Regions from separate parts of the Mus musculus genome. Here all the other regions are linked to region 7. A link is a contact called in public Hi-C and HiChIP or PLAC-seq data. All regions are on one chromosome and are shown on one strand. The core of a region is the stretch at or near the end of the contact, and the rest is flanking DNA. Distances in the headings are between cores, read along the strand shown.

Evidence for each region. Hi-C and Micro-C count contacts between places; a contact is called where the count stands out from the background. HiChIP or PLAC-seq counts read pairs in DNA pulled down with a chosen protein or histone mark.
Region 1: a contact with region 7 is called in a Hi-C map of cerebral cortex, with 3 times the contacts expected there. The contact joins two enhancer-like sites. A contact is called at or near these places in 1 of 484 Hi-C or Micro-C datasets (cerebral cortex) and 1 of 115 datasets of contacts at active chromatin or transcription factors (heart atrium).
Region 2: an H3K27ac HiChIP or PLAC-seq map of heart atrium shows a contact between it and region 7, with 5 read pairs. The contact joins two enhancer-like sites.
Region 3: a contact with region 7 is called in an H3K27ac HiChIP or PLAC-seq map of heart atrium, with 7 read pairs. The contact joins two enhancer-like sites. A contact is called at or near these places in 5 of 484 Hi-C or Micro-C datasets (adipose-derived mesenchymal stem cells, cerebral cortex, liver and 2 more) and 2 of 115 datasets of contacts at active chromatin or transcription factors (heart atrium and neural progenitor cells).
Region 4: a contact with region 7 is called in an H3K27ac HiChIP or PLAC-seq map of heart atrium, with 5 times the contacts expected there. The contact joins two enhancer-like sites. A contact is called at or near these places in 9 of 484 Hi-C or Micro-C datasets (adipose-derived mesenchymal stem cells, cerebral cortex, cortical neurons and 2 more) and 2 of 115 datasets of contacts at active chromatin or transcription factors (heart atrium and neural progenitor cells).
Region 5: a contact with region 7 is called in a Hi-C map of muscle stem cells, with 1.5 times the contacts expected there. The contact joins two enhancer-like sites. A contact is called at or near these places in 3 of 484 Hi-C or Micro-C datasets (cerebral cortex, embryonic fibroblasts and muscle stem cells) and 2 of 115 datasets of contacts at active chromatin or transcription factors (embryonic basal ganglia and heart atrium).
Region 6: a contact with region 7 is called in a Hi-C map of cerebral cortex, with 3 times the contacts expected there. The contact joins two enhancer-like sites. A contact is called at or near these places in 1 of 484 Hi-C or Micro-C datasets (cerebral cortex) and 2 of 115 datasets of contacts at active chromatin or transcription factors (fibro-adipogenic progenitors and heart atrium).

The regions. Positions count from the first base shown.
Region 1 is chr2:44,241,892-44,244,968 of GRCm38.p6, reverse strand. It overlaps Arhgap15 (Rho GTPase activating protein 15), which reads right to left. Exons shown (of 14, transcript NM_153820.3): 12 at 1,730-1,864. Among named protein-coding and RNA genes, the nearest start is that of Gm52508, 85 kb to the left of the region's middle. Within about 2 kb of position 1,793, at least 21 of the 459 cell types and tissues checked have an H3K27ac peak or open chromatin away from gene starts, as enhancers often do. A contact at or near this core is called in cerebral cortex, where this site is marked.
Region 2 is chr2:44,951,775-44,955,320 of GRCm38.p6, reverse strand. No RefSeq gene overlaps it. Among named protein-coding and RNA genes, the nearest start is that of Gtdc1, 26 kb to the right of the region's middle. Within about 2 kb of position 2,025, at least 99 of the 459 cell types and tissues checked have an H3K27ac peak or open chromatin away from gene starts, as enhancers often do. A contact at or near this core is called in heart atrium, where this site is marked.
Region 3 is chr2:44,103,139-44,106,490 of GRCm38.p6, reverse strand. All of the region lies in intron 8 of Arhgap15 (Rho GTPase activating protein 15), which reads right to left. Among named protein-coding and RNA genes, the nearest start is that of Arhgap15os, 39 kb to the right of the region's middle. Within about 2 kb of position 1,685, at least 94 of the 459 cell types and tissues checked have an H3K27ac peak or open chromatin away from gene starts, as enhancers often do. A contact at or near this core is called in cerebral cortex, heart atrium and uterus, where this site is marked.
Region 4 is chr2:44,147,257-44,150,351 of GRCm38.p6, reverse strand. All of the region lies in intron 10 of Arhgap15 (Rho GTPase activating protein 15), which reads right to left. Among named protein-coding and RNA genes, the nearest start is that of Arhgap15os, 83 kb to the right of the region's middle. Within about 2 kb of position 1,596, at least 29 of the 459 cell types and tissues checked have an H3K27ac peak or open chromatin away from gene starts, as enhancers often do. A contact at or near this core is called in heart atrium and uterus, where this site is marked.
Region 5 is chr2:44,298,556-44,301,695 of GRCm38.p6, reverse strand. All of the region lies in intron 12 of Arhgap15 (Rho GTPase activating protein 15), which reads right to left. Among named protein-coding and RNA genes, the nearest start is that of Gm52508, 29 kb to the left of the region's middle. Within about 2 kb of position 1,600, at least 17 of the 459 cell types and tissues checked have an H3K27ac peak or open chromatin away from gene starts, as enhancers often do. A contact at or near this core is called in cerebral cortex and muscle stem cells, where this site is marked.
Region 6 is chr2:44,998,367-45,001,422 of GRCm38.p6, reverse strand. It overlaps Zeb2 (zinc finger E-box binding homeobox 2), which reads left to right. Exons shown (of 10, transcript NM_015753.4): 7 at 2,431-2,539. Among named protein-coding and RNA genes, the nearest start is that of Mir5129, 23 kb to the left of the region's middle. Within about 2 kb of position 1,337, at least 43 of the 459 cell types and tissues checked have an H3K27ac peak or open chromatin away from gene starts, as enhancers often do. A contact at or near this core is called in cerebral cortex, where this site is marked.
Region 7 is chr2:44,555,241-44,558,566 of GRCm38.p6, reverse strand. No RefSeq gene overlaps it. Among named protein-coding and RNA genes, the nearest start is that of Gm39806, 56 kb to the right of the region's middle. Within about 2 kb of position 1,311, at least 118 of the 459 cell types and tissues checked have an H3K27ac peak or open chromatin away from gene starts, as enhancers often do. A contact at or near this core is called in cerebral cortex, heart atrium, muscle stem cells and 1 more, where this site is marked.

The DNA of each region.
Region 1 (3,077 bases), core at 544-3,043, 310 kb after region 7:
ACTAGGTCCAGTTCAGGTTTAACTCTAAAATATCTTAGAAATGACCACATTTCTTGCAGGGGTTCAAAGGGCACATACCCAAATGAGCTCTGAGGACCCGTTTTCCATATGCTTAGCCCATGGGAATGGCTCACTAATATCTTTGGAATCATGTAAACTAAAGGAAGTAGGAAGCCTAATTGATGGGTATCTTATACAATATTCCCCTGCTCAGCAAATATGCCGGTATGTTTCCAGATGAGATAATTGTCACTTAGAAGTATAGAGGTCGAAATGTGGCATGCATACTACTAAATATACACAATTAAGAAAGGCGTCTGCACAGAACTCTTTACAGTTTCCCAGGTTGCTCTCCCAGTGTATGCGCATGTATGAATTTAGGACATCAGACTGGTGAATGGGATGCATGCTTGCTTACAAGTTCTTTATTATTCCTTTTAAGTTGTAGGTTAGGGAACCTAAGAACTATAAATCATTCCTCTCCAGAGGGATTAAAACTCTAGGCTTACCCTAGCCCCCAGTCAGGAATACTCTTATGTCCTTAAACAATAGGCAGACAACAAGACAATCTGAAACTGTGAGCAGGCTGAAGGAGAGACTGGGAGGGAAAACCCTCGTCTTCATACTATTGATTTCATTTCACAAAGCTTTAAAAGTGTGAAGAATTTTTCCCAGTGAAAAAAACAAGACTGAAAGGGCACATTGAAGGGCTTTTTTTTCCAGCATTGGCCCCCAAGTCCTCACTCCTACTACTGGGAACCCTTCACACACAGCATCCAAGATCAGACCTCCTAAGTGGAACATTTTTCCTTGGAGATTTTTCTTGTTGGTACTTTAATTAAGCTCCTGCCAGGCTTGCAAGGTTTTTAATTTTACCTTTCTTTTTTCTTTCTTTCTCTGTCCTTCTTATATCAGCCTGCTTGCCAGGAGATGTTTCCAAGCTGTCACAATTATAGGAAATGTACCCGATGATATTAAGCTTAGTGATATTCAAGTGTTTGTTTTTCCAAGTATCTACAGCAAAAGTTTCCTTACAGGAAGCTATTTCATTCATTCATTTATTCATTCATTCATTCATTTGTTCATTCATTTGTTCGTTCATACCATTTCACTTTAGATCATCCCTTTTATAAATGAGAAAGTAATACATCAGCAAGAGAAGTTTCATGGAGTACCCATTCCAGGAAACCTGCTGACACTTAACCTTATACATTACCCAGAAGCCAACTCTAGATAGTTACTGTTGTTGGTGAGGGAACAACTGAGGGAGCCAAGAGATGGAACTGATGATTTAACACATATTTAATGAAACACAATATTTAATATATTTAGGTTCCCTTGCAAGATCTCTTTGTCTGCAAACAGTGCAATTCTGAAAATATCAAGGCAGGGACTGGGAGTACACGCGTTGACCCTATAAACCAGATTGCAAGAGAAGCTATTTTCATTTGAGAAAGCTTAAATTTGGTGGCCTTAAATAGATCTCTCTCTCTCTCTCTCTCTCTCTCTCTCTCTCTCTCTCTCTCTCCCTTTGGTCTGAATAATTTTGGTTTTAAAGCTCAAATAATATTGCAGGGTGAGAATAAAACAAACCACCCAAAATGACAAAACCTAAGGCTACAGATACGAGCACGGGGCACATATTCTGTTCTCTGTGGTCACGATCGGTATTGATCTCACTATTGTAAATAATTTCACCACACCCGGCTTCTTTATGGGGTATACTTACTGATCGCCTCCACAAACCGCTCAAAGAAACTGTAAGGGAAGAGCGGTTCAGACAGCTCCCGGAAAAACATCTTCAGTGCTCCGGTGACGACGTGGATGTCCTCCCACTGGCTGTCATCCAAATTCAGCTTCTCTTCTGGGAAAACACGAGGAGAAATGGAACAACTGGTTTTAATGAAACAATTACAAGACACTAATTATTATGTTAATGTTTGCCTACTATCATCAGCAACCGTTAACAGCCTTCTGCACCTAGAGGTTTGGTGCTGTGCATGAATTTTTTTTTCTTCCCGTTTTCTGTAGGAAGGGAACATTTTCAATGGAATACCATCTGTAGGAATGCAGCTAACAAAAAACAAGGGACACAAAGAGACAGTACCATTGACACAGTATGTCAGATACGGTTATTCCCATAATGCATCAGTATGAAAATTAGCATCACAGCGCAACATGATTCAAAGCTATTTGGTTTTGAGGCCGAGGGGCTAAGAGTTGCCAGCGATGGCTGGCTCAAGGGACAGGCCTGAAGGCCTTGCTGAGCCAACAGGAGACATATGCTAAACATGGCAATAGAAAACGAGTTATTGCTTTACATGTGTTAGCCTTGCTATGTACAAGGGAATAATGGCTAACAATTTTATTTTTCTTTCTCTTTCTGTCTCTCTCTCTCTCGGTTTGACTCTCTCTCTCTCCCTCTCTCTCTCTCTCTCTCTCTCTCTCTCTCTCTCTCTCTCTCTCTCTCTTCTCCTGAATGTAAAGTCAGCAAGGAATAGAATATGGAGGAGAAAGTAAATTAATTCCTTCTTACTGCTTCAGAAATATTTTTCTTCAGTTTTCATCTCAGTGAGAAAAATGTGCCCAGCAACAATATTAGACAGACCCCTGTTGGCCTATGCAGGCTATGCAAAGCTGCCAAAATGATAACAAACCACAAATGCTAACCAACTCTTTGGAAGTAACAAAAATATTTGCTTGGGAAGCCTGAGTGAGTTGCCACAGCGACACACTAAAGAACTTTGATGCCAACATGAATGCTCAGTAGCAAGCGAGTGTGCTAGGTGCCTCTCAGGATCCGTTGACTGTCAGTAGGGAGATCTGAGATCATTCTCAGACACAAGGGATGATTGTTGTCTAGAAGTGGCATCTTTACATATAATTAAGAGGATGCAAGTTACTATGGCATTTCTGCTCATCTATAAAATAAGCAACATAGAAGTGATTTTTGATTTTGGACTTAAGGAAGCACAAAGTTATCAGTTACAATACAGTTAATTGAAAATTCTTGTAAGAGCTTATAGGTATTTGGCTAACTGGAACTTTTTCTCTGTTTTGATGCTGTCTGAGCTCAT
Region 2 (3,546 bases), core at 776-3,275, 400 kb before region 7:
TGTATACACACACAGGACATAGGTGTATGAATACATACATGTGACTACCTCACATTTTTTTTAAAACAGAAATGAGATTATGCTATGGATTTTTGTTTTTTGGCAACATACATTGTCATTACTTATAGAGCATGAAGATGTTTCTCTAGCAAATCTAGAAGATTTATTTCTTGTTTAACTGCCAGCTCTTTAGTATTTCGTTGTATGAAGGGCCTATAATGTATTTTGGCAGACCCTTGTTGAAAGACATTTAGTTGTTTGTAACTTTTTGCTATTACAAAAATTGTCACAGTGAACCTTCTAACATCATTTAAATCTTCAGTGTTTGGCACAGTATACGTCAATCTTTCTGGAACTCCTGAAGTATTGCCACAAAGCCCCGGGGTTTCAGGAAGTGCAGTTTGAAAATCACTAAACAAGATGATCTTATATTTTCTTTCCTCTCAATTTGCTTCTGTCTGATAGTGTTTCTTACTATTTCTTGAGAGTTGCATTTAAGGAAATGTGCTTGGTCTCTCAAAGCAGATGAATTTGAGGCTTCTTGTTTGTTTGTTTGTTTGTTTGTTTTCCCACATCTTGTGTGCATTCCTCAAGGCCTAGAATAGTATTTAGTGAGATAAGAAGCACTCCATAAGCACATATTGAATGGCAACTAGAAACAAATTGGGTTGGAGAGATAATGCTAAGCTGTAAATGCTTTTCTGTTAACTGTAGTGTGTGGACCTGCAGTGAACCATGATCTCAGCACAGAGAGCTTGGACTGGCAGAATCAGTTTACACTGTCAGACAGAGGCATGGAGGGGTGATGGGTAATTCTACGATGAGGGTATTGCATTTCAGATTTGCTAACTGTACATTGCTCTAGAGGAGCTATTCATGCTTTCATCTGTGTAACTTGGTACCTCTAAGAGTTTCTACTCCAGTTGGCTAAGCTCACAAAGAATACAGTATGGTTTGTGCCCCCAGTCATACATTATATTGGCAAAATAGATATTAGCCTTTTCCCTTATCACTAGAAACTTTGTTCCATCATTTGCTCCTTTATCTGAAACTCTAAGTTTGTTTTTTCTTTTCTTGTGCTCCATAAAATGTTTCCATCTTTTTTTCTCATGACAGTAGTCATGATGACCAAGATGGTGAAGACAGTACTTATATCATATAGCATCATTCTTTTATGTTCATGGGTGAAAACTTTGCTCCCTCCCTCGTCGCAGGTGTGTGTGTGTGTGTGTGTGTGTGTGTGTGTGTGTGTGTGTCCTGAAGTTGATGCAGGAATCATCATCCATTGTTCTTTCACCATGTTCAATGAGAGTCAGGGTCACCAATCAAACCCAGAGCTCCCAGATCACTACTCTTTCTAGCCAGCTTGGTCTCGTAATTCCCTGAGATTAAAATTTTAAGTGGACTACCTGCACATCCCAAATTTATGTAGCTTTTGGGAATGTGAACTTTGTTCCTCACACTTACCCAGCAAATTTACGAAATGTAACATAATGATTTTTCATGATTATTATAAAATTGAGCATGGAGTTATAATTGGTATATATATTTAAAACAAACATAAATTATATAATTAGACTAAATGGTAAATAAAATATTTTGATCTAGGAAAAAATGAAGCCAATGACTATCTATCTATCTATCTATAGATTTTGTAAAATGAATCAATAAATATTGTTCATGTGGAAGTTGGAGGAAGCAGATTTTCCAATTGTTTTTCCTTTTTAGAGGATATGGTTTAAAGTTATTTTAGATACGCAAATTTGTAGGGCATAGTGTTACATACATACTTGCATATGGTATGTAACACCTTCTAAAATAAACCACTTTTCTTTCTCCTATTTATTCTGGTCCTTTTGTACCTTTTCCTTCTTGCTTTTCTGCGTCCATGCTCCTCCCTCGAACCCTTTCCACCCCCTCCCTTATCCTGAGAGCTCCTGCCTTATCTCTCACTCCACTCTCTTCCTCTGTGCTTCCAAGTCCTTCTGAAGCCAACCTCCCCAGGCCTCCTTTGCCCTCTGACCCTTCCTTCCTCTGCAGGACTGTATTTCCCCTGCCTCTTGCAGCAACCTAAGCAGAACAATACTAGAAGCAGAACTGGCCCTCTGACAAAAAAAGAGAACAGCTGGAAAGAAAACCTTACTCACAAAGAAGACAAGCATCTTCGAATGTCTGTGGGAGGGTTTGCTAAATCATCTGCTTGTTCACATGTGGAACTTCCAACAAAGTGATTTCCTCTTAGGTGAGGCGGGCAAGAAGCACGCACCTCAAACTAGATGACTGAGCAAATCCAAGGACTTACCGACCTCTCACTGAAGTTCAGCTCTTCTCCCCACCCCCTGTATTTGTGCCCTGACCTTTGCTTTTCTTTTTCACTCCCCTGACCTGAAAGCTCTGTTGCAAGAACTCAAAGAGCCAAGCTCTGCCCACAGTTGTGAGTCACAATTCTGAAACCAAGCGGCTCATAGGCATGCATTTAAAGGAAGTATTGGGCCTTTGGGACTCAGGTAAAATAATAACAGCTCGTTCATTCTTTGTTTGCTTATTTTCTTAAATCTTTATGGAAGAAGCACAAGGCCTGCTGTACCTGAATGTCATTTTTATAATCATTTTAACAGTACACAGTAGAATTAAAAATCCCACAGTAGATCTCCTGCATTATAGCACAAATTAACAACAACAACAACAACAATATCCTGGGCCCCATGTCCAGTACACAGTCATAGAGATGTGTTCACTGTTATAGTGTGAAGTATCAAAACCATTTTTATTTTTTTGGAGCTAGTTTAAATAATATGGCTGCACCGGATGAGTTTAGGAAAAAGGTGTGCCAGCTAATCTCCTCCCACCCCTACAGCCTTCCCCCTCCTTAGCCTTTCTTTGCAACTCTCAAGTCTTTGCTTCCTATCTCTTGGGTTTTCTCTCCCACCCCCCACCCCTCTACCTCCCATCACCCCAAATCAAAGCTGTACTCAGAATCAATTCTTTAGGCTCTCTTCCTGGAGACTTGTTTGTCTACAAGAATGCATTTTATTTTTTTTGAAACACTTGCATTTACATTTTATTGGTGTAAAAACTGTGATATGCCACCTAGTATAAAACAATGGCAATAAAGAAAGCAAAGTTTCTTCCAAGATCCATTTTTCTAGAGCCAAATATTACTAAACAATTCCCGTAGTAGGCCTATTAAAATTTTTAAATGTAAAATGAAATATTGAAGAGGTCACGCCTGACTGTACAGTACACCCGGTTGTATCTCTTCCAGGCATTTCTTTGTTTCCCCACTCCCTAGGGAGGTGTTCAGGAGCAGACAGGAGTGTCTAGACACCTCTGGCCTCTTTTTAATATCAGTCCTGGAATGTGGCACCTTCTCTACCCAAGTATAGATCTGCCTGCTGGCAAATTCTTTCCTTCCAGCTTGTCCTTACTCTTTTGTTTTACTGCCCGAACAAAGTGCAAATGCCTTTCTCTCCTATTAAATTCAATGACTCCCAAGTTGCCCAAATGCTAGGGTTCAAAGTTCATTCTCATTCTCCCATCTCTGTT
Region 3 (3,352 bases), core at 436-2,935, 450 kb after region 7:
CCCATGCATTGCAAGTTGCCGTTCGCTTTGGAAATATTGATTCCTTGCCGTCCTTGTTTTCATTTGACAATCCTCGTGAACAGGGAACAATCAGACTAAGAGTGCTTTGCTGTTATTTACTGCCCTGTGGCTCTCATGGTTTCTCCTACTGAAAGAAACTATTCCAAGCATTGTGTATATGTTAAACTTGTGGGAAAGAACGTGTTTATGTTCGGAGGTCTCTGCTCCCCTGCTGATAAACACACATAACCCTAAACACTCAAGTGCGAGAATGTGCATGCGCACATGGGCATACACACACACACACACACACATACACGGGGAGGGGGGAGAGGGAGAGGGAGAGGGAGAGGGAGAGGGGGAGGGGAAGGGGGAGGGGGGAGAGGGAGGGGAAGGGGGAGGGGGGAGAGGGAGGGGAAGGGGGAGGGGGGAGAGGGAGGGGGAGGGGGAGAGGGAGAGGGAGAGGGAGAGGGAGAGGGAGAGGGAGAGGGAGAGGGAGAGGGAGAGGGAGAGGGAGAGGGAGAGGGAGAGGGAGAGGGAGAGGGAGAGGGAGAGGGAGAGGGAGAGGGAGAGGGAGAGGGAGAGGGAGAGGGAGAGGGAGAGGGAGAGGGAGAGCGAGAGGTGTCTATCTTTCCAAACTTTAGGATATTTTCTTCTTCGCTGAGTGAATTAGGCCAACTTTGGGCATGTGCTACATATTGTACAGTTTTGCTGTGAACTTGAATTTGCATTGTGCCTCTTCTCTCAGGAAAGAACATTCCTTGTGGAAACAATACTGTTCTGTAGCAAAACGCAGTTCTCATAATACCCCTGTGAACGGGAACAATTCCACCTTTTTTTTTTTTTTCTTTACTAGAAAATAGAATCATTAAAATATCCCCAAATGACCTATCCTCAACCAGGCTCTGATGGCAGCGAGTATAAAAGGAGTGACTCTAACCCAAAGACCTTTCAGTATTAGGTTTACCAGGTAAGCAATGACTGGGGAAAGCCAAGCTGGCCGTTCCTAAGTTTCTAGGATAATTCTCGGAGTGTTCTCCAAATTGCTGTCCCCGTATGACTTAACTCTGATGATGAAAACACCGTAGACTTTCACTAACCCTGCAAACACTTTAATTAATCTGGTCGGCTGCCGCCAGCTTCCCCCTAGCCAAATGTGCCTAGAGATTACAGAAAACACACACACCCCTAGAAGGCCGACAAATTCTAGTCTAAAATCATCTTTCAAAGCCCCTTCTTGGAAAGCCACAGAGTTTTCGGTCCAGTTTGCACATTCTGGATGGGATTTGGGCTGAGATAAGAATTCTTTATGTCTTGCCTGCAGCTCCAGACCATGTTGCAGGGCAATGGCCACTCTGCCCTGCCTCCTTCACCCTTCCAGGTGGCCTTCTCACCCCCACATTCCCGAGCGCTGAGACCGGCGCCTGGCCTGGGCTTGCACTCTTGGCTGGCTCGGCAGGCCTGTGCAGTGAGTGTAAGCGTGGCAACCTCCCTTGTCTGCTTGGTGATATCAGGGATGGGAAAATGTCACGCCAGACACAGCCTCTCAGAAAGAAGTGTTTGGGGGGACAAAACCCTCTATTATTTGAAGAATTATTTTGACATAAGCGTCAAGCTATTTGCTCCAAAATGTGCGTGCAAAGCACTGTTGCCTACCCCCACAGGAAGTGTATTGAAAACGCATGCGAAGGGTGCGCCGAGCGTATCTGAGGACACAGTGTGTAGTCTACAGCTAAGTGATCAGGGATAGCAGCGTAGTTTGTCCTTACAAATGCTGACAGACAGCTGCAGTTTGCAGCTGGCAGGGAGCTTATGCTCGCTAAACAAAGATCTAGCTGGAGCCCGGTGAATACTTGGCTGTAGCGCAGTAATCATAATTCATAACATACATTTCTAAAGGAGAATTCAAACCCTAAGAAAAAGCTCAGAAAGACTCCTGTCATTTTGTCGCTTGCTGTGGTCCGGATATGTGTTGCTTTCGGGCTATTTTGAAACCCCTCGGGGTCCTATAGAGACCTGGGTCAGCAGGCCTGTCATAAGCTAAACTGCTTTCTGCTTTCCTATCACTCTTTCAGACCTCCTAAGCAAAGTGTTACACCAAATACTCTATTCCTTTCCCCCAAAAGATTCAAATGTAGTAAATTTTCCAATCTCTCTCTCTCTCTCTCTCTCTCTCTCTCCCCTCTCTCTCCAACTTCTCCTCTCTCCCTCTCTCCCACTCTTTTTCTTTCTTTGATTTTTGAAAACATCAGAAAACCTTATTCTTTTGGGCACGTTTCAGATTGCTGTCTCAGAAACATGAAATATTAAATCTGAAAAAAGAAAAAAACCCCGGAAAGAACAAAGTGTAACTGTCCCCAGTTTGGGGGACGAGAAAGACTCAGTTGTGAAGTCACTTGCCCGAGGCAACAAAGGAAGACTTGGAGCAAAGCTGGAATCCAAACTTCTTAACCATCATTTCTGGTTTCTTTGTCAGCACCTCCTTTTGCCTCTTTAATCCCAGATTGACTTTATTAGAAAAATTGTTCTTAAATCCAGAAGAATGTTCAAGGGAGCCTTTTCGGCTGCTTGAGGCGCCCACTGCTGGCCCAGTGCTTCCAGTGACTAGGACTTAACTCCAAATGCAATAATTGCCATCAATTGTTTTATTCTACGTATTCACAATTGGAGAGTTTTGAATATAATATGGAAATATATTGAAATTTATATGCATAATTATGCATAATAATATGAAAAATACATGCCCAAGGGGGGAAATTACAGTAGCCTTCCTTTGACATGCAACAATGCTAAGTGTTTGGCTGTGATTCTTTTCTCTAAGTTTTTGGTAACCTGAAATCTGCAATAGATTATTCTTATTATTTGGGGTTTTCAGCCTTCCCTTTCCCTGGGGGACAGAGAGCTGTGTTGCCGAATGCCAGGACACCCCTCCAGATGCAGATGTCACCGAGAAGGGCTCTGCTGGATATCCTTTCCATGTGTTTCTGCCTAAGCTGGGAGGGAACAGAGAGGATTGAGCTACGGATGGGAAACGTGCTGCGCCAACTTCCAACCCCTCTGAAATTCCAGCTTTTGGACTTGAACAGGCTGTGATCGGGGCCCATTACAAGCTTGTTCACTCTTGACAAAATGAAACTTACGGTCTTGAGGGAAAAAAAATCGTCTTCCTGAGACATTAAGTGCCTCTTATATAAAATAACGCAGTGATGGCTCAAGACCCGAGGAGTTGGAAATGTGCAGACTGAATGACCTTTAAAATACACATAGGTTTAAAACCAAAAGAAAAATGCACTTAAGGAGAAAGTATTTTGACTTATTTCTAAAATATGGTTGGAAACATTAAGCAAACTTA
Region 4 (3,095 bases), core at 347-2,846, 410 kb after region 7:
CACAGGAATGTTGAATGCAGCTCACCCATACCATTTATTGGGAGCCTTTCATTGTCAGGCTCTGTGTGAGGGGTCAATGTACATATAAAAGAACACACTATGCACTGACCTCGGCATGTGCAAATTTTTCTACTTTGTGTTATGCTATGACCCTAATACCCAGTCACTCAAAATTTTGTTTATTTCTTTTGAAAAAAAAAAAAAAAGCATGTTTTCTGCATACACATCTATAGTCTTCAAGAACCTCAAGAGCTCTTCCAACATTATCATTTAAAGAGCTATTTTGGTTTTTGTAGTTTGTTTTTTCTTCTCAAAGTGCCTTGCCCTTGATTTTCTCCTTGCTTGATTGTTTTTCTTTTTCTGAACTGAAAATAGGAAGTGGTCTGAAGAGTATAAAATTAGGTGAAAAGATTAAACTAGAAAAGAGGAGATTATTTTTAACCCTAGAAAAAAAACTTACTAACTCTGTAGGCTGCTAAACTATAAAAATAACTTTCCAGAGAAGTTAAAGAAATCAAAGAATCATTAAGACATTAATCTTTGGAGGAGACAGGAAAATTATGACAAAGTACAGTGCTAAAAGAATTATACAGTACTAAAGTAAGGTACTTAATGCTCAGTGCTTCAGGCTGGTACAAAAGGGTTACCCAGGATAAGTATTGGGCTTGCTATATGTGTGTATATGTGTGTATATATGTGTGTATATTGATGTTTCTGTTGGATATAATTTATTTGCAAATAGAAAAGGGGAATTGGAAAGACCGTCTTATCCTACTAATTTAAAAGGGAATATTAGTCACATGGAAACTCAAAAATTATAAATTATAGTTTAATTCAATGCTTTCCAAACCAATTTAAGATTTCTTAATTTTAATATGTTAAGTCCAAGGGTTGCCTATCTAAGTAGAATTTATATATTCCTCTTCTAACAGAAACAAAAGGTTTTTGCCCATAGCATAGTGACAGTGTTGTGAGAGTTTTTGTATTTTTTAATGAGTCAGTTTTCATTATGTAACAAGAATTAAAAAAACAAAAAACAAAAAACAAAAAAACAAAACTATCAGGTCATGTCGTTTATTGATTCCCAGGACAACAAATATCTGAAAATCTTTGAATGCCTTGTAATAATTATTTTTTGTTTCTGATTATTGAAAACCTGAAAGTGTTCCAAACAAATATAATCTCTTTTTCAAATTTTGTAAACATTTGTTTCCAGGCTAAAACATCCTGTCAGCTCCCAACTCGACTGTGTTTAGTGGTTGAACTATTAACTTCTGAATATAAGACCTTTTAATAGAAACTCCCAGACCAAGAATTTACTTTATAAAATGACACCACTATAAGACATTTTAGAGTACTGCATCTTGATATGCTGACTCTATTTAAACCCTCTATCCGTAATAAAAGGCTAATTGTGCAGGGTCTTAATTTTGGCTTAAAACCAAGTGACTCCAGTGGAAAGTATTTTAAAATCCTAAATTCCAGAATGGGGATTAAGAGTTGTGGTAAATGTTAGAAATTAGACCCACGCTTTATCTGGGAAGAGACACTGTTCTTTTGCAGTCTGGACCCAAAGTGTGGGAATCTCTGCAGCCGATGGGGTGTGAGCAGAGGCATACTGCTGTGTTCCTTAGCTAGCTTCTCTGGTGACTGAACTGCACGTCCACTCTTATGCTAACTTCTGTTATGCTTAAGCTCTTTTTGATAACAAGACTGTTGTATGTTGCTAAGCGGAGATAAACTTAATTAAGTGCCACTAATAAGTAGAGCGAATTAATTAATAACAGCGTTGTATGCAGAATTTGTGAAGATTCAAGACATACAGTTTATTGCAAGATTGAACTATCTGTCATTTCAAAGCAAGGATAAATTTATCTGAGACAGAAAAGCAAGTTTTGGGTAACTTGCTAGATATGAAAAAACCCCTGTGCTTCTCCCTTTTGGAACTCACAGACCTACCCTGTTGTCCACAATTGCTTTTGTCTTTGCAAAATCTACCCAGACCCGCAACTCCCCACCTTGCCATCTCTGGTTTCTTTCCGTTGTCTTTCCTGGTTTCTCTTTTATACTCTTACTGGCTCTTTCCTGTTTACTCTGTTTGGGATTGTCTTCCCTCTTAGCCCTCAATGTGGCTTTCTTACAGACACGGAGGCCCCAGCATGACTACCCGAAAGAGCCAGCTCCAACTTGGATGTCGCACAACAGTGCTGTCAGGAAGGTGGCTGTCTCTGTGGTTGCATTAAAACAAAAACAAAACAAAACACCGAGAGGCAAAAAAAAAAAACAAAAAAAAAACTGGTCTTAATTTTAACTCAGAAAGAAAAGCTAAGTTAATTTGAAGCATACTCTCAAGAGCTTCATTGAGAATCCTGCGCAATGAAGTGCATTTGGACACTCAGCTATAGACATAAAAGTGAGAAAAATCCAAACCAAAACAAACAAACAACAAACACCAACATAGCTTATTCCCTTAGGGACATTATTTTTTTCAAGTCCACAAATATTCTCGAGAGAAAAAGAAAAACTGCTTATCTTGTTCTCTAGATTTGTTTAAAGCATGTAATTTTTATCAGTTTGTTTTTGTTTTTATTACTTTTTTTTTTTCACTCACTGCTTATAAAACTAGGAAGCAGAAGTCTCTCGGGAAGAGGATGGAATCATAAAAGTTTGCAAGACTCTCGTCAGAAACCAAGCAGTACAAATTGCACATTTTTCATAGATGGATCAGCCTTTAGTGCGTGCCTGGATCCAGCTATCATAGATTATTCCAAAGTAGAAAAGAATGAGGAGAATAAAGTTAGCGGGGCTGGGAGAAAACTTGTCTAGTTATGGCAATACAATCTGCACTTTAGGGGACTGGATTTCAAGCAACGGGAAATAGCAACGTAAAGTTTTATTTTTATACCAAAGCACTTAGTAGGATCTCAGTGGACTGAAGGGTTCACTGAGTGAAGTAACAGTATTAACAAGGACAAGTTTCATGTCTCCGCAGAATATTTAGGTCATCATTCCTGCTGCTTATCCAATAATTTCTTGCACATGCATACTCCACCTAATATGCATAGCAATATGTTTACAGCAAATACCCATCTATT
Region 5 (3,140 bases), core at 351-2,850, 260 kb after region 7:
TCTGCCATGGCTTCTTCATCAGAGCACACTCACTAGCAGAGAATTTGCTTCTAGTGGAAACTCTCATTCTCTAAGTCCAGCATCTGCTTTCACAATTTTAGAGAGAATCGTCATTTCAGGAAACCTGATCTTGTTACTTACTAGTTGCATTTACCCCGTTTTCTGAACTAAAATGGAAACACAGGATTGGCTACCAGGACGCTATCTGAAACCTGAACTGTCATGGATAAACTGGTATGAATGGTCACTGTGCTCACCACAGAAAATTATGATCAAACCTATGATGGCAGGACTGTGTGGTCATGTGCCTGTCAAAATGTTCTTTCAATAAAGCGGTAAAACAAAAACAAAACCAAAAACAATGTAAAAATATAATGTAATAACTGCCAAGATGGTTTTGGGGGGAAAGGGTACTTGCATCAAGTCTGATGGTCTAAATCTGACCTACATGGTAGAAGGAGCGGATTTTCTCCTGTAAGCAGTCCTATATGTCCTACACGTATGCCATGCTGTATAGCACGCATTCACACACACACACACACACACACACACACACACACACACACACAAACACACACAGGTTATCAGAAGCATCTATCTCTAATATGTTTAGAGATGAATGGGAAAGTCCAGAAGAACTGTAAAAACTGCCTATATTTTCTTTCTTTCTTTTTTTTTTTTTTCTTTTTTGTTTTTGAAGATCACAAAGCCAGTTTTTTATTCTGTTGATAAATCTGAAGGTGATGGCAGCTACTGTGAAGCATGTAAAAGTTGCACACACACTACTAAATGAATGTGGAGAATGGGGCATCTTACTTATCGGAGGCCACTAAAGCATAGGGTATAGGTCAGCTGTATTCTTGAGTGGTCAACAGTCCAGCTGACACTGGGGCCAGGTAGCCAGTTGGCTGTCATTGATTTCATCCGAGAGTGATACACACACACACACACACACACACACACACACACACACCCCACCATGAGGTAGCAGCTTGTGGCGTTTGGAAGGAGGAACGAGCCTGGTGCTGCTTCCTCCCATATGGTGTCTCACAGGCGCCACTTCCCATTTGCTCCCTGAAAAGGTGTGCCTTTTCAGGAGATAATGCCAAGCGTTCTTTGTGCTATGGTGTCTTTGCATCGAAAGGTGATGTGTCTGGCACATTTGGCAGGCTGCTGTGAAGAGGTTTAGAATTTTCCACTGACTTTGGCTATAATTTGACAGAATAATATTGTACCTGACCAAAGCTGGTGATGTGAGTTTAGGATTGGGGTTGGAAAGCAAAGAGGAGGAATAATATCATTTTTATTGATATTGCTCATTACTGTACTTTGTAAAAAAAAAAAAAAGTCATCTTGTTGCTTTAAAAATTTTTATACTGACAAGAAAATCTGGCACCTAAGCAGGCTTATCACTGTGAGTAAATTCTGAATGAGAGCTTTGACATGTGGGTAGAGTAAAAGTAGAACCTATCTTTCTTGTTCAACCCCTCCTCTCTTTAAATGAAATGCAAAATAAGAGGCAGAGTCAGTGGGAGGGGCAGAGAGGGCTGAGAGAAGAGGCAGTTCTACTTGAGAACGGAGGGAAAGCCACGTTTTCATCATGAACACTGGGGCTCTCCCACCCACCATTTAGGAAGCTCGGATTCTGTTAGTCTTTTGTGAAAGAGTGCTCTCGTTTATTCAACTCTTGCCACATGGCTTAGTATCATAACCACCAGAGTTCCTAGAGATTGTAGAAATCCGCTTTGTGTCTATGGAAATAGCAAGCTGGAATTCAGGCTATAATTGCTGTGACTTTTCCACATTACCGTAGAAAAGTGCTGTGCTTACTAATGTTGGTCATCCTTCAACTATCTGTTTCGCCCTGGTTACTTGTCAAGATGTAGGATGCATCCCGGATATTCAGCCCCACCAAGAAATACAGTGTGTGGATTTCCCCCCATGTTTTGTTTGTTATATAAGCAATAATTTATTTGCAATATTTTATGGAAATTCTTGGAATTATAAATATTAAATCAATGCCAAAAGATTTAACTACCCCTCCATGGCAAATTGTCTTTAAACACTAGCATTTCTTTCTTTCTTTTGCTTTTTTTTTTTTTTAATCATTTACTTGTAGACCAGAAACACTTGCAGGCTCTTGCCCCTGGCCTTCTGTGAGAATGTTAGTTAGCAATGCTCATAAAAACTCAATTCATCAATGTGAACATAATTTGCTATGAACAGAAAGCTCACAAAAGGGTGAATTTGTCAGATAGACAGGTGGCCTGAGATCTCTCCCTGATACTGAATGATATGAATAATAGATTCTGGTAAATGTATGCCAAGACTTGAGCTGTAAACACAGCTGCCTCCATTCCCTTCCAGAAAAACAGCTTCGAGGACGAAAGCACAGGCACCGTGCTCCCACCTGAGGACCAAAGCTTGCACACACACACACACACACACACCCCACAGAAGCACACAGGCACACACAGGAATTCAAGAAGTAAACAACCTCTTTTTAAAAAAAGACACAGAGCTATCTTCATGCTTTTCCCTTCTATGAGAAAGACATTTTTTTTTTTTTTTAAGGCAGAGGAGACTTGATAGAGGAGAAAAAGAAAGAACATAGATTTTCTTAATGGTTCATTATTCAATGAGTCCCACATTATTCAAGAGTCTCATTTTGTAAATACACACAAATCAATGGTGCTAATAAACTTTGCAATATTGTAACTCCTATTTTCTAATGACCAAAACCAAGAGGGCAGGTTGACTCCACAGAAGCACTGTGCTTAAAACTACTCTTGTAATTCATGGCTATTTGTCTTATGGGTTATTAAGTATTTATCAAGGTTCAACTATAATGTAGCCTTTTCTCCAATTTACTCTGAACTTTAAAAATCTGTTTTGCAAATTGTTTTCCAGGTAATACACAAATCTATTTAGAAGTGGATGATCAGGATATTAGAAAATTCTAGTTGAGTGGAACATATGTTTTAAAAATCTTTGTAGACACAAGTGTACAAGAGACAAAAATAATGGTCATACATTTATTTTAATATAGTACATAAAAACACGAGTAAGACAAATATTTATGGTTGCAGGCATACTACAAATTAGGAGAAAGTTAAATATAGCTAAGTATGAAAATAACT
Region 6 (3,056 bases), core at 88-2,587, 440 kb before region 7:
TAGTCTTATGTTCACGATCGAATGAGTGTGTTAATTTCTAATTTAGAAATTTTATTTGCACTTTAACTTGACTTTAGTTTCATTTTTATGTTCCACAAAAAGTGAATGAAATTGTAGCATTTTAATTATACATTATTAAACATCTCAGCAATTTTAATTCCATTTTTCACCTAGTTTTGCTTAGGCATTTTTTTTTATATAGGACCTAATACATAGCAAAAGAAGTGCATATTTCTCTCATTTGTCACGAAACACTTTTAAATTACTTAGAATACTTTACAAGCTTACTAATTTATGAAATATGTTTTTAAGGAGATAGAAAGGCCATATAAGTTATATGCATATACACATAATAAATTGGAAAAGTGATAAATGATAAAAAACATTGGTTATAATTAAAATGACTCCATCTCAATATACATGCTTGTAGTTAAATGCCAAAATTGTTCTGCCTCTTTTAGCCTACTTGTTTTAAAAATAAGAACTCTGGCTTGGAAAGGTAGGAATAGGGTCTTAAATCCTTGAAATGACTGAGTAGGGCTAATTCACAGCATCTCTTAAATGTTTCAGCAAAACTGCTCTTTCTATCCTCCTGGGAGAATTGACTGTGCAAATTGATATTATGATGTGTTGGGTGGTCACAGTAATGGTGTTTCATAAGTCACAATAACTGGTCCTACAGATACAGAATTGCCCCTAAATGAACTTTGATATTATATATTTTTGAGATGGTTAAATATGACATTCTCTATAAAACTCCGATTTGTCCTCATAGGCCTTATTGTCTTTGAATAAGGAAAAGAAGACACAAACTCAATTAAGCAAGAATGGCAATACTGTGTTACAAATTTTTACTATTTAAGGCACTATATCACATTATCACACCATTTGTTTCTGATTGGACTTGTGAGTTGAATGTTTTCCAAAGATCAGCTATAAGTAATACGCTTGTGCAGTTACACTTTTGTAACAGTTTATCTTCTCATGCTTCTATGCACAAAAAAACTCTAGGAAAAAAAAAAAGCCTAGATATTTATCTAGTATAACTGCTTTAAATTTCACATGCAGAAGTGTGATTGTGTTGGCGCATTATGAATGGTAGCTTTGGTGTTGAAAAGTCCCCTCATTTGCTCATGGCATTTACAATTAGTAAATTAAAATGATTGTATCATATTAACAGTGGCACAACTAAAGTTTATAGTAGTCCTCTGAGGGCTGTGGGGGAGACAAAGCAGCTGTTGCTGTTTGTTTATGCAACTCGGCAACATATGAGCACTGGTCCCTCAATGGCGCTCGGCGGGTTGGGCTCCGCTTGATCTTTGAAGGTTGCTGCTGTTTGAACAAACCTCCCTGTGTCCCATGTAACACCATCTGTCTCACTAGGAATGTGGGAAGATTCAGCACACCCTAGCAGTTGTCACACCGTTTCTGGGCTGTCTTTTTGCAAAAGGCTTTTGTGTCATTGCTGCAGAAAAAGGCTGGCCTCCTACCTTGAGCATCCAGAGTGGATGACTGTTGGGTTGTTGTTTTTTTTTTTCCCCCTTAGAATTTCAAGTCACACTGCGTTTCCCCCTTGTTCAAAAAGGTCAGCGGTGTTGGATGGTATCTGTGCTGCCTCTAACTTGTCTTTTCAGCAAACTTTTTTTTTTCTGTTGGTTCTTGCACACTACTAAAACGGAAAATGAAATGTCATTGAAGTCTTTCCTACTGACTTGTGATAAAGCTGTTCAAGCAGACATAACCCAAGATGTTGTCTCTTATTTGATAATGAATCAAATCTGATAGGCAGCACCTAAGAAAAACACAGTTAACATGGGCCAGTAGCACAGTGAATGGGATATTTAAACAGGCATACCAAATATTTATAGTCAAAGGGTTTTTTTTTTTTTTGATTTTGTCTTTTATTTGGGGGTGGGGAGAGGTCTCCATTTCTTTAAATTTCAGTTTGATTTAGTTTACACTTTTACCTGGAAACAGAAAACTTCACAAAAATTTGTTTTAAGTGTGGGTTAAAAGAAAAGAACAATTTTATAATTTTCAGGAAAGTATTTTTTTCCTCCTCAAGCCAGCCGTGTTTTGAAAGGAAGCCTTTAGGGTTCAGATTCTGCACTAAACCAAAAGGAGCCATGAGCATCTCTACAATCATACTTCTCATCTCAAGGGTCAAAGAAATGCTGTAGAAAAAAGATGTCAGGCGTAATTGTGAAGCAAGGGTCCGACGTGCACGGGAAGCACTTTCTTAAAAGAGAAAAATTCCCATTTTATTACCAGCATTACCACTTTTATTGCAACTCTGAAAGTCTGACCAGATAAATAAGCATGAACTCAGACCTCTCAGCCTGTCTAAAAAAGAGGTCTTGGGAAAGATTCCTAAGCAAGCTCCTTTGTGCCTCCTGAACAAAGATGACGGCCATTTTTCTCCTTTTACAGCACCAAATGCTAACCCAAGGAGCAGGTAACCGCAAGTTCAAGTGCACGGAGTGTGGCAAGGCCTTCAAGTACAAGCACCACCTGAAAGAACACCTGAGAATTCACAGTGGTGAGTCACAGGGGGGTCGCTGCATTGCATTCTTTCCTACTAGAGAAGATTGTGGAGACCTTTTCAGTGTACACAGTCCCGGGTGGAGTGTTGTGGGCTTACCCCTTTATTTCATAAGCTCTAGGAGTCTTGGAGAGTCTTATGGTATCCTATAAATGCTTATCCTTCTTACAATTCACAAGGGCTTTGATTTGTGTTTTCTGCTAAATCTAGAGACTTTTACAAAACCGTATAACTTTGACCTGGAGATATTTGGGCTGCAATTTCAGAAAGATATTCATTTTTTTTTTGATACCTAAACTTACAAGAAAAAGTGGGAGAAAATTGGACAGGAACTTGCATATGCTAACCATTTCTTGACTCCTGATAGCTATACATCATAAACCCACATCCTACCGCTGAGATTTCTGCTTTATACATAGTTTGATAGCTCTGCCAAGCATTTTATTACCAAATTGGATGCTATTCAAAGAACTAGTTGAATTGGTAGAATCAATGGGGTCTCCACAGAGTTGAT
Region 7 (3,326 bases), core at 62-2,561:
CATGCATCTTGGTTCAGGCATTTGCCTGCCCAATAATGTCAGGATCATTTAAATTGAAATTATGCGTCAGAAGGTATTTAAGAATCACTGATATGCAGCTATTAATCTTGAATGCAAATGGTATGATTTGGGGTGTGGGCAACTCACTTAACTGGAACCACATGAAAAAGCATTTGGAATTTTTTTTTCCTAAAGTACTGTGGGAAAAAAAACATAGTGTTGGAGGAGAGTACGGTTGAAAAGAAGGCTACTCCTGTGAGGGGGGAGGTTGGTAAAATGACTAAGGAGTTGTGTGGCCTTGTTGCCTGCAGTGTAGCCGGTGATGTGCAGGCAGACCAACCCCTCTCCTTCCGAACTGATACAGCAGTGCCAGAAAATCCAAAATCGAACGCAGGTTGGTGGTGCAATTTCCGAGGTCATTTAGCCTATTTCGGTATATTTTAGTATTGGCAGTCAGGAAAAAGGATGGAGCTTTGTAACGTTGAGCCAGGGAGCCTTGCACAGTTACCTTTTGCAGAACTCAGGGCGTAGCTGAGAGACCTCTATCTTAAATCCCAGGGGGCAGGGTGGAGGCTGTTTCGGATCGTGATCAGTTAAAAGGAGAAGAAGCAAGAGTGTCCTTTTTCCAGTTGATCCAGAGAGGCAGAGAGAACTTACACTGTTCTGCTTACAGCTACTTTCCCTAGATTTCAGTTTGTTGGCTTTGCCCCGAGATTTCTAGTAGGCGGTACCAAGCCAATAAAATGGAATCTACAGAAGTGCAAAATAAAATCTGGGGTGTGTGTGTGTGTGTGTGTGTGTGTGTGTGTGTGTGTGTGTGTGTGTGTGTGTTGTAAGGATATTACTGAAGATAAATTGCAACACTTTAAGCACCAAATTTTAAAACTTAAAAATGTATGAATAGTGAAGTTTTAAAGCAGCAAAATAATGCTGGAGCAGAGTATTTATAGCCGTTTCTGTAAGAGGTTCCCCAGACCTCTGGGTGCATCAGCAAACTGTCCTCCTACTCTGTCGAATGTGCAGCTGCGATTTGGCCCCAGGCACCACCTACCCGTAGTCACTACCTCATGCATTTTACATTGCACACATTATAAATGGGGGACCTCCCCCCTTCGTGTTCTGTTTCCTTTTGTCGTGGCCATCAGCTGACACGTGGAAAATGTAGCCTACGGTTTTGGGTGTCTTTTATCTGTGATTAAGGATTCCTTGTCTGGGGCTTGCCACCTCTATCTTCCCTCCTACCCTGCACTGAGTCTCTACCCTCGGTGGGGTCTGACCATGTCTTCAGTCTGGGACTTTCCAGGTCGAGTTGCGGGATGCCCAGCCGGAGAGTTGCTGATGGTGGAGCATTGCCGAAGTCCTCTGTGCTGTGCGGGCCTGGGGTCGCCAGTAGCAGGGCATTCCCGAGGGCCAGATGGCTTTTGCCCTTGACTGCTGGCTCGGCTCTGACAAGGGCGAGCAGCACCTTGGCGCTCAAAAAGCAGGGCACCGGAGTTTTTCCGCGTCCCGCTGCCCTCATGAGCGCAGGGCCGGGCGCCGCAGCCGCTGGAACCCGCGGGGCTGCCGCGGAGTCGCGAGCCCAGGGTTTCGCCGACTCGGGCTTCAGCATCCCTGCCTGTTCACGGGCACTGCGCACTGAGGACCGGGTTGTGAGGTGGCTACTCTCAGCCCTCGGCGCGTGAATCAGAAGATGCACTGGGCAGACAAGAACTGCTAATCCTTACACTCAAACGCGCACACACTCGCACACACACACAGTTGTTTGAAGTTTGGCCAATGCAAACCCCAATGGAGATGGGCAATGGGCACAGGGGCTGTAGCAAAGATCCCGGGCTATAGGATTTCAAACACTCCTCTCCACTCTGGCCTTGTCAGACTCTCATTTACATCACATGCTCAAAACATGTGTTGTTGGGTTTTCTAGTTGTTGTTTTTTTCTTCCATGTACATCATGCCTCTATCGGAGATTATAAACTGTTTCCCTGCCTGTCCACCGCGGATTGTTTCTACGAGGGCAGAGGCACGGAGTATTTAAAAGCAATTCCTTTGGACAGAAAGTCTTGAGAAGCAGCTCATAGATTTGTCTTTCACTTGCTCTAAGTTTGGGAGAAATGGAAAAATTGTTTAGTATTTTGAAACTTCTAATTGCTTCAAAAGCGTTTCCACACGAGTGCTAAGCCTCATATCATTACCTATTTGAGTGTGTACGTATAGAGACACACGTGAAGGAAAGCAAGGTTCACATTCCCTGGTACCAGCAGTGGCCTTTCCTTCCCATTCCATGTAGCATTAATTACGTCGTATATAGTCGACATCCGGTATGTTATCCTCCCTCTTTTTCACACACACACACAAAAAGTTTGCATGCAAAAGTGAAGTTCAACTGGACCCCAAATGTTACCCAGTTAACCCAGAGTTTTGGTGATCATCTCTGCCATCACTCAAGATTTTCCTCCAGAGGATTTGAATTATTCCTCAAATTGTAGATTCGAGATGTGAGTAGATTGTCAAAATGTGAGAAAATCCATATTCCATCCCTACACACAAAGAGGCTGAAAGAGAGTGGTCTACAAGAGCCTATCCCAGGAGAGCTGCCCAAGAATGTGGTGAGCATGCTTAGAGGAGACTATAAAGAGAGATGATGGGGCTTTTGGAATGGCAAAATGGATTGAAGTAGCTGATTCATTAGTTATGCATCCCAGCAAACTTTGCAAACCTTACAATAGTGTTTGGAAATGAAGCACCTTCTATTCTGTACATTTCCCTTCCAACCCGAATAAAGGGTTAAAGCTATTATTTAGAAAAACATCTCACTTAATGAAATTAAGATCTGATACATTTCCTTTTCTCTCTGGCAACAATGTCACCAGAGAAGTGTGTGTGTGTGTGTGTGTGTGTGTGTGTGTGTGTGTGTGTGTGTGTGTGTGTGTATTGATATCATATCATGACAATGCTCCTGAGCACAAGTTCTCTCTCTCTCTCTTTCTCTCTCTCTCTCTCTCTCTCTCTCTCTCTGTGTGTGTGTGTGTGTGTGTGTGTGTGTGTGTGTGTGTGTGTGTGTGTGTGTGTTTAAAACTGAGAGACACTTTCACTACTATGAAAGCTGTCAAGCCAATGGAGGGGAACTTCTTTTAACTCCATAATAGCAGGTTCCATACTAAATGAACACTGATGGTCAAATAGCCAATTATGGAATAAATATCCGTTGTTTACAGAGAGGTGTTAAACGAACCTTTGGTGTACTAAGGATTAGGCCTGCTAAGCTACAATTTGTTCTTCAACCCATTATTCCTTCCCTTCAGCAGGCCAGTGCCACGGAGGTGGTG